Linked DNA regions of Mus musculus: region 2 is linked to region 1. The links are chromatin contacts, called in public HiChIP or PLAC-seq maps. All regions are on one chromosome and are shown on one strand. The core of a region is the stretch at or near the end of the contact, and the rest is flanking DNA. Distances in the headings are between cores, read along the strand shown. Region 1 overlaps Csgalnact1 (chondroitin sulfate N-acetylgalactosaminyltransferase 1). Region 2 has its middle 24 kb from the start of Gm33103.

The links. HiChIP or PLAC-seq counts read pairs in DNA pulled down with a chosen protein or histone mark.
Region 2: a contact with region 1 is called in an H3K27ac HiChIP or PLAC-seq map of extraembryonic endoderm stem cells. The contact joins two enhancer-like sites. A contact is called at or near these places in 1 of 15 datasets of contacts at CTCF or cohesin (embryonic stem cells), 4 of 484 Hi-C or Micro-C datasets (all in embryonic stem cells), 2 of 115 datasets of contacts at active chromatin or transcription factors (embryonic stem cells and extraembryonic endoderm stem cells) and 1 of 9 other capture datasets (embryonic stem cells).

What each region holds. Positions count from the first base shown.
Region 1 is chr8:68,715,289-68,722,949 of GRCm38.p6, forward strand. The region is part of intron 1 of Csgalnact1 (chondroitin sulfate N-acetylgalactosaminyltransferase 1); the gene reads right to left. Among named protein-coding and RNA genes, the nearest start is that of Csgalnact1, 16 kb to the right of the region's middle. Within about 2 kb of position 4,408, at least 18 of the 459 cell types and tissues checked have an H3K27ac peak or open chromatin away from gene starts, as enhancers often do. A contact at or near this core is called in extraembryonic endoderm stem cells, where this site is marked.
Region 2 is chr8:69,022,590-69,030,250 of GRCm38.p6, forward strand. No RefSeq gene overlaps it. Among named protein-coding and RNA genes, the nearest start is that of Gm33103, 24 kb to the left of the region's middle. Within about 2 kb of position 5,017, at least 43 of the 459 cell types and tissues checked have an H3K27ac peak or open chromatin away from gene starts, as enhancers often do. A contact at or near this core is called in extraembryonic endoderm stem cells, where this site is marked.

The DNA.
Region 1 (7,661 bases), core at 3,158-5,657:
TGGAAAGCTCCAACACAAAGAGGGAAACTGCACCCTAGAAAAAGCAAGAAAGTATCTTCTTTCAACAAACCCAAAAGAAGATAGCCACACAAACAGAATTTCACAAGAACAAAAGTAACAAGAAGCAACAATCACTATTCCTTAATATCTCTTAACATGAATGGACTCAATTCCCCAATAAAAAGACATAGACTAACAGACTGGATACGTAAACGGGACCTAGCATTTTGCTGCATACAGGAAACGCATCTCAGTGATGTTCATAGCAGCCATATTTATAATAGCCAGAAGCTGGAAACAAACCATATGTCTCTCAAAAGAGGAATGGATACAGAAAATATGGTACATTTACACAATGGAATACTACTCAGCTATTTAAAATAATGACTTCATGAAATTTGCAGACAAATGGATGGATCTAGAAAATACCCTGAGTAAAGTAACTCAGTCACAAAAACACACATGGTATGTACTCACTGATATGTGGATATTAGGCAAAGAGCATGGAATACCCACAATATAACTCATGGACCACATGAAGCCCAAGAAGAAGAAAGACCAAAGAGTGGATGCTTCAGTCATACTTAGAAGGGGGAACAAAATAATCAAGGGAAGTAAAGGGTGGGAAGGATTTGGGAGGAAGAGAAGAGGGGGAGGGGAAAAGGGGGGCAGAATCAGGTATGGGAGGAGATGACGGAGATGTACTGAGTGTCAGGAAATTGAACAGGGTTGTGTAGCAATGGAAGATGGGAAACTGGGGGTAACAACCAGAAAGTCCCAGATGCCAGGAAAGCAAGAGCCTCCCAGAACCCCACAGGGATGACATTAGCTGAAATACCCAACAAAGGGGAGGGAGAACCTGTTGAGACCATATCCAGAGGTTAGGCATGGCCCCCCAGTTGAGGGATAGGGCCAGCCACCCACCTCCAAAATTTTAACCCAGAATTGCTCCTGTCTAAAGGAAATACAGGAACAAAGAGTGGAGTAGAGACTGAAGGAAAGGCCATCCAGAGACTGCTCTACCTGGAGATTCATCCCATATACAGCCACCAAACCCACGCACTATTGCTGATGCCAAGAAGTGCTTGCTGACAGGAGCCTGATACATCTGTCTCCTGAGAGGCTCTGCCAGATCCTGACCAATACAGATGCAGATTCTCGCAGCCATCCATTGGACTGAGCACAGGGACCCCAATGGAGGAGTTAAGAGAAGGACTAAAGGAGCTGAAGGGGTCTTGTCTGGCATCAGTGGGAGGAGAAGCCCGTGGTCCTGTGAAGACATGATGCCCCAGTGTAGAGGAATGCTAGAGCAGTGGGGCAGGGGTGGGTAGGTGGGTGGGGGCACCCTCATTGAAGCTGTGTAATGAGTGATAGGATAGGGAGTTTGCCAAGGGGAAGACTGAAAGGGGGATAACATTGGAAATGTAAATAAATCAAACATCTAATTTTTTAAAAAAAAGAAAAGGATTGTAAAATAGGAAATAGTACTAAGGAAATTATTCAAGGGTTTTTATGCTTAAACCTTTCCCTAGCTCCTTAGCTCTCTTCTATTCTCAGGCGCCTCTCTCTCTCTCTCTCTCTCTCTCTCTCTCTCTCTCTCTCTCTCTCTCTCTCTCTCTCTCTCTCTCTCTCCCTTCCTCAACAGGATCTCACTGTGTAGCTCTGGCTGTCCTAGAACTCACTCTGATCAAGCTGACCTCTCACAGAGTCGCCCTGCTTCAGCTAGGATTAAAGGTGAGCACCACCACACACAGCAACTTGCCCTTTCTTAACAAACTTTTTTTTTTTTTTTTTGGTTTTTCAAGACAGGGTTTCTCTGTGTAGCCCTGGCTGTCCTGAAACTCACTCTGTAGACCAGGCTGGCCTCGAACTCAGAAATTCACCTGCCTCTGCCTCCCAAGTGCTGGGATTAAAGGCATGTGCCACCACCACCCGGCTTAACAAACTTTTTCTATTTCTATTTTAAAAAGAAAAGATTCTGAAAATATCCCAGAGGGGTGGAAATGTAGAAACATTTCTACAGAATAAAGAGAAAAAAAACCCTATCGTGTTTCTTGCTTGATTTCCAGAAGGGAGCTAGCACTGTTAGAAGAGGTAATAATTGAGAATTCTCCAGTGGTGACAAGAAGCAATTTACAGAATTATAAGAAAAGCAACAAAATCCCAAAAAAGATCCACACAAGGAAGTCTCCCTTACCATCAAAAGCATTCAAAACGGGGGTGGGGGTGGGGGAGTGGGGGGGGAGAGGTGGTTGGGAAAAAAAGACATTAAAAGCATGAAGAGAAAGGGGTGTGTTTCTACAAGTAAAATGGTTTACAACTGACTACTGAAACGCCAGTGAACACAATGTCTGAAGCTTGAGAGTCAGTAACCTCCAGGCTAGAAGTAGTGAAGCTATCTTTCAGAAATAGGAATAGAATACCATCACTGAACAAACAACAGCAAGAGAGTGTATTAGTTACGTTTCTCACCACTCTAACACTTATGGAGGTAAATTAGAGGAGGACTTTAAGGGAGGCCCATGGAGGGAAGGCATACAGAACTTGCTAGCTCCAGGGATGTAGGAGATACCACTGACCTTTCTCATGGACTGGTGAGTCAAGAAGCTGAGAGCATGGGGTCAGAAACAGGTCATAAAGCTCACCACTAATAACCCACTTTCTGCCAACCAGGCCGTGCATCATAAAACACCAGGGATCCAAATCACAAGCCTGTGAGGGACAGGGACAGTTCGCATTCAAACTCAGGACATTTCCTGCTAGAAGACTCTTAAAATAAGACCCTCTAGACAATGCATCAGAAGTATATACATCCCAGAATGTCTGAAATGCAAGAACAGTAAGTGAGAACACACATGCACACAAATACACACATGCTTGTAGCAAATACATGTGAATGCTCACTATAAAACACAACACCACCTAATTTGTCAATTTTGTAAAATGATAAACAACCAGGGATCATGTTTTTGCTTTAAATATTCCATATTGTTTTTTAGGAAGAGGCACCAAGATGAGGTCAAATGTGCTGGCTCACACTTGTAATCCCAGCACTTAGGAGGTAGAGACAGTGGGACTACTGCTAGTTCGAGCCTCGCCCTGTCAACATAGCAAATCCCAGGCGAGTCAGGCCAAGTCAAAAAAAAAAACCTGATCTTAAGAAAGAAGAAAAAAGGAGATAGGGTGGGAGGGGTGATACTGGTTAGTGATTGATTTGTTAACTTAAATATGTGGAAACAATTCCATGAGATAAAGCGAAGAGGGAGATAGTAAAACATTTAGCTTCCAGAAGTGGTGTGATAAAAGTGGGGAGTGGGGGAAGAATAGAAACGAGAGGAGGGTGTAAAGGGGGCCGGGGGAGGAGAAGCTGAATCTGGTTGAATCCCGCAACCTAAGTGAATCCCCTCATGAATCCTGCTTTCTGCAGACATTTCTTGAGATAATTAACAAAAATGTAAACCTGGTCTGGTTATTATCAGGCAAGTTTTAAAGGGTAGTTATTAAAATTTAACTGTTGAAATTGCACAGTAGCTACACGTAGAGTTAGTTATTAAGTTAAAAATACCTTCTCTGTTGCCACCGGGTGTTCTGCTCGATAAGCAAGGAGCGGTTTTGAAAGCTGCAAATGTTCTCTAGCCACTGGGAGGCAATTGAAAGTCCCCAAGGCTGTGGTGTCACGAAATGCAGCAAGAAGAGAGTTGAATGTGTAGACCGACCTTCCAAGAAGACCAAGACAGAAGGAGCTTCGGCCTCAGCTCCTCACCCTCCCAGGTCTACACAGGCAGGCTATGGTGTCCTCCTTTTCCGCCTACTTCCTTCTCTGGTCCATAGCTGCTGCACTGGTCCCTCCAGGTATGATGCAATAGCTCCTGACAGATGTCATAAAAATGGAGTGACAGAGGTCATGGAGTGCCTTTGGTACTTTAGACAAGAATCACAATAATCAGCTTGGGCTCATCACTATTCAGGCTTCAGGTTACATTTCCTCCACAGTCTTGGAGCTAAATGTGACCAGGTGGCTGAACTCTGGTGAGTGGGGTATAAGCTAAAGGTTGGATGAGATATCCTGAAGGCATCCTTGAAAGGGAAGAGGCACACCTTCCTCTATTCTTCCTTTCCTACTGCGTCTGGGACTTTAGCAGCTTCCTCTGAGACTTACACACGCCGTGAGAAGGGTGAGGGAACCAAATGGTTTGTTCCTGGAACCTGTTTGAAAAAAGTCTCCATGAATTACTCAGTTACTTCTATATAAGAGAGGAATAAACTTCAGTTTTACATTGCTGCTGTGTTGATATGAAGGCAAATTTAATCCTCACTACTGCAAAAGCCTTCACATTCTCTAGACCATAGCATATTTAAACCAAGACCATCTCTTTCTCATGTGTGCTTTTGTAAGTTTTTGGTGGATCCCTCACTGGTCCCTCTGACCCACATTCCTGGGATGTGGTGGGTGATTCACTCAGGTATTCTCTTCACACCATCCACCCTCCCTTTTCCTGAATTTTGCTCGTCTGTCTTCTGTACATGGAGCCCCAAAGCAGAGGTGACAGCTCCAGGCTTGTTCTATCACCATACAGGGCCAGGTCTGGGTCACAGGAAGCAGACATACAGAGAGAGAGAGAGACAGAGAGAGAGAGACAGAGACAGAGAGAGACAGAGAGAGAGAGAGACAGAGAGAGAGACAGAGTGAGACAGAGACAAAGACAGAGAGAAAAACAGGGAGGGAGGGAGGAAGGGAGGGAGAGAGAGACAGAGAGAGAGAGAGAGAGAGAGAGAGAGAGAGAGAGAGATCACACACACAAGTCACTCCCATGCACTTTCCCAGCCTTTCCTTTCACTGCACCAGCAGAGCCCCTAGCCTGAGGACACAGAGTCCATGTAGCCTCCCCCGCAGCATTCTCTGCAGGTCAGGCAGCTTCCTCGGGAAGACAGAATGGCAGAGCCTCGAGTCCAGGCTTCCCTGCTCGAATCCTAGTACAAATCTGCATTGATGCCTTTTATTGCCCTCGGAATATGGAGGATTTTCATGGAATTCGAAGCTGAGGTTCCCTATTTCCTTTGAAAAGTGTCCATTTTTGTTTCTCTTGCAACTTATTTTAGTAACTTCTCACTACTCTACTAAGGTATTAGTCAAACTTCCCATCTCAGCATCCTATCTCCAAAACAATAAATTCTCTAAGGCGTGCATCTGTGGCAAAGCACCGAAGAGAATGCAGCAAGCCGTTAACAGTACTGAGAAGCCCCTCCCTCTATAGCATTGAGATAGCTCCTTTCACACAGCAAACTAAACACAAAGACTTGCTATTTCTCCTGCTTTGCAGATGAGAGACTTGGATAAGAGGTGCAAGACAAAGTAGCAACAGAATACTTAGTTTCATAGTTAGTGAAGACAGTTGGTCTAACCCAGATATAACCTCAGAGCTACATGATAGTTCATCATACTATATAAACCAACAGGTTGTTGGCCCATGAATTTTCTGGACCCTCTTCAATCTTGGGTTAAATACTCAGAACTAGTAAGTCTGATCTCAGGCTATGAAAAGCAAGCAAGACACTGAGATTTTAGGCATGGAAGCCCAGTTCTCCAGCTGAGCCCTGCCGCTGCCCAGCTGCAGCCAACACTTCCTGGGATCACTGCCTGGCAGCTGTTGCTACTCATTTAACTGGCTACAGAACGCTGTGACTCTCCAAGGAAACACTGGGATTTTGAATCATCAAGTTCTGGTTCCCAGCGATCTGACAATTAGCAAATACAAAATGCAAATTCTTCTTTAGGCACAGATAAATTCAAATGATATGGACCCCGTCTTCAGCTGGCCATGGCAGCAATCTTGCCCTCAAAATCTTTCCAAGTTCCCCGGGTTGCTAATCCACCATGTGTAAAGAGCCTGGGGGGAGCAACGCTCCTCCCATCATTCTCTGCCAAGGAACTTCCTTGTTGAAAGTGCAGGAGTGCAGGACTCCAGGTCTGTTCCCATCTCCAGCATCCATGAGGACCTCAGTGTGCCACCTCCAGCATCAATGAGGACCTCAGTGTGCCACCTCCAGCATCCATGAGGACCTCAGAGTGCCACCTCCAGCATCCATGAGGACCTCAGTGTGCCACCTCCAGCATCCATGAGGACCTCAGTGTGCCACCTCCAGCATCCATGAGGACCTCAGTGTGCCACCTCCAGCATCCATGAGGACCTCAGTGTGCCACCTCCAGCATCCATGATGACCTCAGTGTGCCACCTCCAGCATCCATGAGGACCTCAGTGTGCCATGCTTCCTCTGAGATTCCACTTCTCACTAATGAAGCAGAAAATTTGAAGGAAGTAGTCCAGTTTTTGAGCTTAGTGTCCATATTTTAATTTAGAGCCAAATCTCGTTTTTATCTGACCATATTCAAAAATCAAATAGAAATAAATTTTCACTTTAAGAAGATATGGACATAATTCCCATATTCATAAGTTGAACACAATGCTGCTGTTTGTATTATGACAGGATACAGGCACTTTCGAAAACCCCAGCATGCACTGCGAGGACCACTGAGAGGAAAAACCTATTAGCCTGATAACCAGACATTACAGGAAACTTGTGGCTTAAAAGCTTTCCTCTCAGAGAGTAACAAGCCATCAACTGGGCCTGATCTATTTCAGATCCATCAGCCTCATTACATGTGTATGCATGCATCTATATATATACATAGGTCCACAGAAGAATACAGATTTTTTTCCTGAGTTTTAAATAAAAAATAAGAGCCAGGTGTGTTGGCACAAGTCTACAATATCAGCACTCAAGAGGAGAAGCAATATCAAGAGTTCAATGTCACAGCAACTTCAAGGCCAGCCTGGACTACACAAGACCCTATCATTCAATTAGTTGATATTAATTTTAATTAATTATCTAATTAATTAAGTGACTTTGAGCTGGCCCAGTAGATGAAGTGCTTGCCATTAAAGCAAGAGAACTGAAAAAAATAAAATAAAATCCAGGCGGATATGGCAGCTTCCTATAGTCTCTGCTAAAGGCAGGAAGAAACAGGAAATTCGCAGAGTAAGCTGGCTAGCGCAACTAGCCAAAAATAGTGAGTTCTAGGTTCAACAAGGACTATAATATAAATTATAAACTGAAGAGCAATTGAGAAAGACAGTTTACATCAGCCTTGGGGCGCCACAAGCACATACACACACATGCCAACGCACATGCAATACACATGTACATATGGATACACACTCATACATGCACACAAAAATATTAATAACAAATATTAAAATAGAAAGGTGGGTAAATAGTAAAAAAAAAAAAGATGAAGATATAGTTCAGCATCACAGTGCTTGCATAGCATGTGTGAACCCCTAGGTCCAATCTTGAGGACTGGTGTGTGTGTGTGTGTGTGTGTGTGTGAGAGAGAGAGAGAGAGAGAGAGAGAGAGAGAGAGAGAGAGAGAGAGAGAGAGAGAGAGAGAGAGAGAGAGAGAGAGAGAGAGAGAGAGAGAGAGAGAGAGAGAGAGAGAGAGAGAGAGAGAGAGAGAGAGAGAGAGAGAGAGAGAGAGAGAGAGAGAGAGAGAGAGATCAGTACTACTCTGGTATTCTCATTAGGGGGTGAATAAAAGGTCCACAAACCAGCAGACTGAGGTATGTGTCACAGGTAATGACTGAGCTATTATTCTAAATGAT
Region 2 (7,661 bases), core at 3,767-6,266, 310 kb after region 1:
TAACTATATTATGTTCACAAGCACTTTTATTGACAGGGCTGTTGAGGTTTTGTCGTTTAATGTCTATTGCAATGCTAAGTGCAAGACCCCAAAACCTGGAGCATGCATGTGTAGCCCCTGTGACCCTGGCCCCAGTTAACTGTGATTAGTAAATAAAGATGCCAACAGCCAATGGGTAGAGGAGACATAGGTGGGGATGAGGTTTCAGAAGCCGTCATGGAAAAAGGAGAACGTGAAGGAGGGAGGAGAGCCGTGGAAAAACTGAGCCACAAGTATGTGGCTAGCCAATTGGAGCTAAGGGCAGCCCAGATAAACATATTAAGTAATAACTTGGGTTATCGATAGGAAGGTAGATTCTAACAGCATGGAGGGTGGGGTTGCTGCCCAGCTACTGTGCTGACTAAGGCTATTTAAAAATATAAAGGCTGTGTGTGTCTTTCATCCAGGGACATAAATGATCTAAGGCAGGGAAGAAGCCCCAGGCCACATTGCTAAATATTTTTAGTACACAGGGTTATGCCCTCAGCTCCGGTCTTGTTTTTCCAGCATGATAACACTATAAGAGCTTCACATGTCATAACGATGACGATGGAAATGAATGAATTAGTGAGTTAGTGAGTGTAAACTGAAGGAGAGAGATGGGCGAAGGCCAAGGCAGAGAACACAATAGCATACATAGATTAGGGAGTCATCCACTGAACTTAAATGATAGGATCTGGGAAACACTGGCTTGGCCCTGAGAAGCTAGAACTTACAGCAAGCAAACCACAGCGCCTGTGGCGGCTTGTATGCTCTAACCTGGAAGGTGCCAGATGAGTGATCAAAACAAGGCCACTTCATAAATTTCCCGCAGGCCTTTTGTCAAGTAACAGTTTCACAGCGTTGGTGAGGTGGGAGGTGTGAAGAGAGGAGCTAAAAATCCCTAAAACTTAAAAAAAAAAAAAAAAAATCCCTGAAATTGAGAAAGCAGTTGCCAAGTACACTCAACCGTGTGGTGAGGGCGCCACCTGGTGGATTTACACAGGATGAACAAAGACTGCCCAAGAATGTCAGCCCAGCCTCCTTCCAACGCTGAGTTCCAGACCTGCCTGATACAACAGAAAAATAATCCCGAACCCCTGAACCCTAGTGTAACTAAAACAACCCTGAATAACAAAAGAACCGATGGGGATTTTACTATCCCCAGTTTCAGGTTGTACTACAAAGCTATAGTAATAAAAATAGCATGATGTGGATACAAAAACAGACATGCTGACCCATGGAATCAAATTGAAGACCCAGACATAAATCTACAAGCCTATGGACAAAACTCAACTTCAAATGAATCAAAAACCTCAACATAAAACCAGATACACTGGACCTGACAGAAGAGGAAGTGGAAAGAGCTCGAGCTCATTAGCATAAGAAAAATCTCTCTTTGAACAGAAGACCGCCAGCACAGAAACTAAGATAAACAACAGATAAACAAGGAATACTTGGGAACCTAAGAAGTTTCTGCACTGCAAAGGACATCGTCATTCAGACAAAGTGTCAGCCGGTAAAATGGGAAAAGATTCTGTTACCAACCAGATATCTGATAGAGGATTAGTATACAAAAACCAAACTAGGTACCAAGAAAACAAACCAATTTTAAAATGGGGCACAGATCTAAACAGAAAATTCTCAAGAGGAAATTCAAAAAGCCTGACAAACTCTTAAAGAAATGTTCAACATTCCTTAGCCACCAGGAAATGCAAATCAAAACTATTCTGAGATTTCAAGATACACCTGTCAGAATGGCTAAGACCAATAAAAGAAGTGACAGCTCGCCGGGCGTGGTGGCACACGCCTTTAATCCAAGCACTTGGGAGGCAGAGGCAGGCGGATCTCTGAGTTGGAGGCCAGCCTGGTCTACAGAGTGAGTTCCAGGACAGCCAGGGCTACACAGAGAAACCCTGACTGGGGGGGGGGGGGGTGACAGCTCATGCTGGCAAGGATGTGGAGGAGAACACTTATCCATTGCTGGTGGGGGTGAAAATGTGTACACTCCCTGTGGAAATCAGTGTGGAGTTCCTCAGAAAGATGGGGATAGATAGATCTACCTCAACATCCAGCCCTATCGTTGGCATGTACCATACAGACACTTGCTCAACCATGTTCAGTAGTTCGTTGTTACTCTATTGATAGTAGCCAGAAACTGGAGGGAAAAAAGCTAGATGTCCCTCAACAAGAATGGATAAAGAAACTGTGGTACGTTTACACACTAGAGTATTACTTAGCTGTTTAAAAAAAAGACAACTTTTGTAGATAAATTGATGGAATAGAATAAATTATCCAGAGTGAGGTAACCTAGACCCAGAAAGACTAATATGGTATGTATTTGTTTATATGTGGGTATCAGCTGTTAAGTCAGTGATCACCAAGCTATACTCTGAAGAGCAACAGATAGATATAGGGTAAGGGAAAGGAAATAGAATATATAGTTATGGGTGGATGGGGGAGCCAGAATGGGAGAATAAAGAGAAGAAGTGAGAAGAGGAAGATGAGGGAGGGAACAGAATGAGAGGCAGCTAAATAAAGGGGCATTTGAGTGGTAATATGGAAAACTAACACAATAGAAACTACCTAAAATATATGCATATATGAAGGGATAGATAAGATCACCAAGTTATGGGGAGACAGAGTCTGAACTGGTTATCTCTTATCACCACATGAATCTTCCAATATTAGGATTGGGTTACATCTTATTGAGTTGTAGGCCAAGGAGTTTCATGGGAACCCCTCAAACAACCCAAGTCGTTGCTGAAACTATAGGTTGCTCTCCACAAAACTGAAGGGAAGGCCCTATTGCTGAAGACAATACCTACACAACCCATTGACTATGGAGAAGTAGAGGCAGTGCCTGCAAAGAGCCTTCACTCCTACATTCTAGCATCTTTGGAACACCAGAAGGGAAACATGAACATCATGCCGACCACAAACCTTTGATCTACAGTAGTGTCTTGCCTGCAACGTAAGTAGGGCAATGGTGGCACAAGGCTTATGGGAGTAACCAACCAATATAAGATTTGACTTAAGACCTACACCATGACATGGAAACTATACCCAACACTGCTTGGATGCAACAACCAGAGACTAGATTGCTTAGAGACCTAGGGTAAAACCAAATATTATTATTAAGGGGAAAAATGCAGCAATGAAATGACTCCTAATGACATTCTGCTATATTGATAGATTTGTGCCCTGCTCAGTTATCATCAGGGAAGCTTCCTCCTGCAACAGATAGAGAACGAGACAGGACAAAGACCCATAGCCAGACAGTATGAGAGTGAGTAACCTTGGAATGCTCAGCCCCAAGAGATTGTCTCTATCACATCCTCCCCTTGGGGCTCAGTAAACTCTCAGAGTAGGAAGCAGAAAGAGTGTAAGAGCCAGAAAGGATGGAGGACACCAAGAAAACAAGGCCCTCTAAATCAACAGGACCTTCACACATGAACTCACAGAGACTAAAGCCACAGCCACCGTGTACCAGCTCTTTCATCCAGCTGAGAAGAGAAGTGGATACAAGCCCCACTGGAACCCAGCAGCTGTCTCTAATTGATAACCACTTTGCAAATAAAAATAAAATTTGTTTCCTCGGAGGGAGTCTCACTGGGGAAACAAACCTCTCTTAAGGGTAGGCCCCATGGCCAGCAGTAGACGGCCGACACAAAACAACTCAGAAGCATCTTTGGAGGCTTCTTGTCTCGTAATGTCCTGATTAGGGCTTTTCCTCTTCTTCTTCTTCTTTTTTTTTTTTTAATTTTATCTTGTTTTTTATTTTTATTTTATTTTGTCTCCCCAACCCAGGTCCTTCGCATATATACTAGGTTTCCAGTTTATTGTTTTTGTTTTTTTTTTCTTATTGTTTTTGGTTTTTGAGGCAGTGTTTCTGTGTAGCCCTGGCTGTCCTGCAGCTCATATAGATTAGCTGGCTTCAAACTCAGAGATCTGCTTTACTCTGCCTCCTGTGTGCTGGGATTAAAAGTGTGTGCCACCACATCTGGCCAGTTTACTGGTTTTATGAGATTCTGAGTATGCAAATAACAAGTGGATCTATTTCTTATGCTTTTAATTTTTTTTGTGTGTGTGAAGAGCTCTTTTCTTCTGTTTTGTGTTTTGTCCTATTCCAATGTTAGCTTTGGTTTTATCTTATTATATTTTTTTACTATCCCTTAAAGGTCCCTTTGTTTTCTAATAAACAACAGAAATGGAATAGATCCAGCTGGGAAAGGAAGTGGGAAGGGCTGAGGAGGAGGAAGAAGAGGAAGAAGAGGAGGAGAGGAGGAGGAAGAAGAAGAGGAGGAGGAGGAGGAGAGAAAACTTTTATCAGGACACATTATGTGAGAAGATAATCTATTTTAAATAAAAAGGAAATGCCAAAATTAATTAATTAATTAATTAATTAATTAATTAATTAAAAACAAAAAATAAAAGTATATAATTCTCTGATTTTTCTTAAGCTTTCATCCTCTTTACATACATGCATGTGTGTATATGTCTGTATTTATTTTTCTATTGCTACTAGAACAAATCCTACAAACTCAGTGGCTTAAAACAATACATCTTTTTCAAAACTCTTACTGTTCTGTAGAATAGAAATCCAAAATAAATGTCGCTGGGCTAAAATCCACGAGATGGCAGGAGGCACTCTTCTGCAGGATCAGAGTTCTGAAGAATCTGTGTCTGCGCTTTTCCCAGCTATCTGAGACCCCCATGTTCTCACAGCCCCTTCCACCTTCAGAATCCTTCTGACCCTTCTCTGGCCACACTTCACACTCGCACATTGGCTGGGACAGGTTCCCTTCCCTTAAAGATTCCATTTCTTAGATACAATCTGTCTCCTTCTCTCCCCCGCCCCCAACCCAACCCCAGAATCTGAAGACATATAATCACACCTGTAAATTTCCATGTTGTTGAGGCTCAGGCAAAGATACCCTGGGATGGTGCTTTGATCCACTATCAGGCCTGAGAAGTTGCTCAGAATGCAGGTTCCTCTGACCTTGTCTGCTTTCTCTCCTGAGCACAGGAACAGGCTCACTCTGGAACTCACTTATCTGACCAAAGGGAGAAGTGCAATTGTCTTAAAAACCTCTCCCTAAGCATCCCATCAAATAACCAGGGAAGATTAACTACTGGGGACAGAGACTAGCCATCTCCACACCTCCTGCCCAGACAGCTTTTCCAGTTTTTCCTCTCTAGCACATGGATGAACTCCAGCGCTGAGCTGCACCTCCAGCCTCCCCACCCCCTTGCCTTTTCATCTATTCTTCTGAGGACAACTCCTGGAGATTGCTCAAGAGCCTTTATCTACCCACCCCGCCAACCTTTGTTCCTCTCGCACATTCCTTTCCCTACCTCTCCCACTGCTTGCTGACAACACCCTCCCCTCCCGAGGATTCCAAGCTTCTCCCTATCCGAGTCTCCTTTCTTCTCTACAGCTGGAGAATTATGAAAGACTTGACCATCAGATCCTTTAGAGGAGACTAATCCTTTGTTCTGGTTTTGCCCAGTCATACACTCCCTCCTCTGCTCCTTGCAGCAACACGGGACAGCCAGAGTAAGTTTGTTACTAAGACACATAAAGGCTTTTCCATGGCAGACACCATCCAGATTAAGTCTGGACTCTAGGCTTCTGTCCATTGTATATATCTTGGTTATCTCCTAAAGGAATGTGCCAGAAACAATCTACCAATGTCTACCAAACATTACTCAAAAGCAGACAGCATTAACAAGGATAACTGGCTTAAAAGAGAAGGTGCTCAGACTTGGGAGCCAAGTTGGTCTGAGTTCAATAAGGCTCTGCTATTTGTTGTACGAGAAGTGACTATCTGAAATCAAGCTGATCATTTTACATCTGACTCAGTTTTTCATCTGCACAATGGTACCATCATGCCAAATCCAGCAGGATGAAGTGAGAGGCCCTTTAAGAGTACCACATATCATGAAGTTCTAACTGAAAAGGAATCTTAGTTGAGAAATGGATGAAAGTCAATATTTCTTTGAAAGTCAACACAATTAATTAATGGGGACAGAACGCAGAGGTTTGTAGGAGTGGGTGAGTCACCGGGAAGAAGTGTGAGGAGACTGTTGTCTTTGAAGGCTTACAAGTGTATGCTTTCTTTATCAGAAAAGTATATATATATATATATAAAACAAATTTATCAGTACTCACTCAAAACTTACACATGTTGGATGTGTTACACTCCAATTATTTAAAAAAAAATTGAAGAGGAGAGAAGCAAAGGAGAAAAGAGTATTTTCCCAAAAAACACTTGGGAAGCTGGGAAGCTGGGTGGGTGAGGAAATCTTAGCTCGGGAGACAAGACAATGATCTCAGCTCTCTAACCCTGCCCACCACACCCTTCTAAGTGTCCTTGTACCACTTGTGGGTTTTGGAGCCTAAGGAAGAGGGAGAGAGCCTCATGCAGAAACTAGGACAACTTTTCTGCTGGCACAGATATGAGCATGCAGAGTAAAAGCAGATGAGCTCATGAAAGGGAAAGTTGGTGGAGAGAAAAGAGAGCCCCTTAAGAAAACAGAGAGGCCGGGCGGTGGTGGCGCACGCCTTTAATCCCAGCACTCGGGAGGCAGAGGCAGGCGGATTTCTGAGTTCGAGGCTAGTCTGGTCTACAGAGTGAGTTCCAGGACAGCCAGGGCTATACAGAGAAACCCTGTCTCGAAAAACCAAAAAAAAAAAAAAAAAAAAAAAAAAAAAAAAAAAAAAAAAAAAAAGAAAAGAAAACAAAGAGATTCCTGAAAGCATTCTTGAGAAACAAAATCTGGAGAAACAATGAAATCAGATTCCATGCCTCCAGTTCAGCAGTGAGCAATAAGCATGCAGATTAGTATTATTACTTTAGAAAGTCATAATAAAACTATATCTGGAAGTTGAAGAGCAGAGAAGAGGCCAGCAAAGATATTCCGTATCTATCTACCATTAAAGAGAGACAGTAGATTATATAAAATTGTTGTCAAGAAAAAAACTGGGCAATTTCTACAATATAATAGCTTTTCTGTAATATAATAACAGTAGTAGATAAGAATGTGAACATAGAGGATAGGATCCATAAGCCAGAAATAGTGGCTCAAACACTTGAGAGATTTAAAAACAATTTGCTTATGTACATGTGTGTGCATCTTTGTATACTAGAGGTAGCATGGAGGTGTCCACGGGGGTCAGAAGCAGGTGCTTGATCCCTTGGAATTTAAGTTATAGGGAGTGGTGAGCTGCCCAGGGTAGGTACTGGGAGCTGAACTTGGATCCTTTGGGAGAGCAGCAAGCACTCTTTAAATGCTGACTGATTTCCAGCCCCAAACTGGTCAAGTTTACTATGTGCCTACTGGTAGAATGATGCCACAGTAACTAACTGCTCTTTGGTTGGATGCTAGGCCTGCTCCACAAGACAGATTTCATATATGTTATCCATACGTATTCACATGTGTTATTCATGCCTAGTATTGTCCACCCAGTCAAAAAGCCCATGACTGAAAAGGTCTCAGACCCCAACTGAGAACCTACTACTACTGTATTGTTAAATTGACTTAATCAAAGGAAACTTCTTTTTGTAGTAAGTAGAGGTGAACATGGAGACCCATGAGTTCACAAGATGCTAAGAATAATAGGCTGTTGAGTTCTCAGC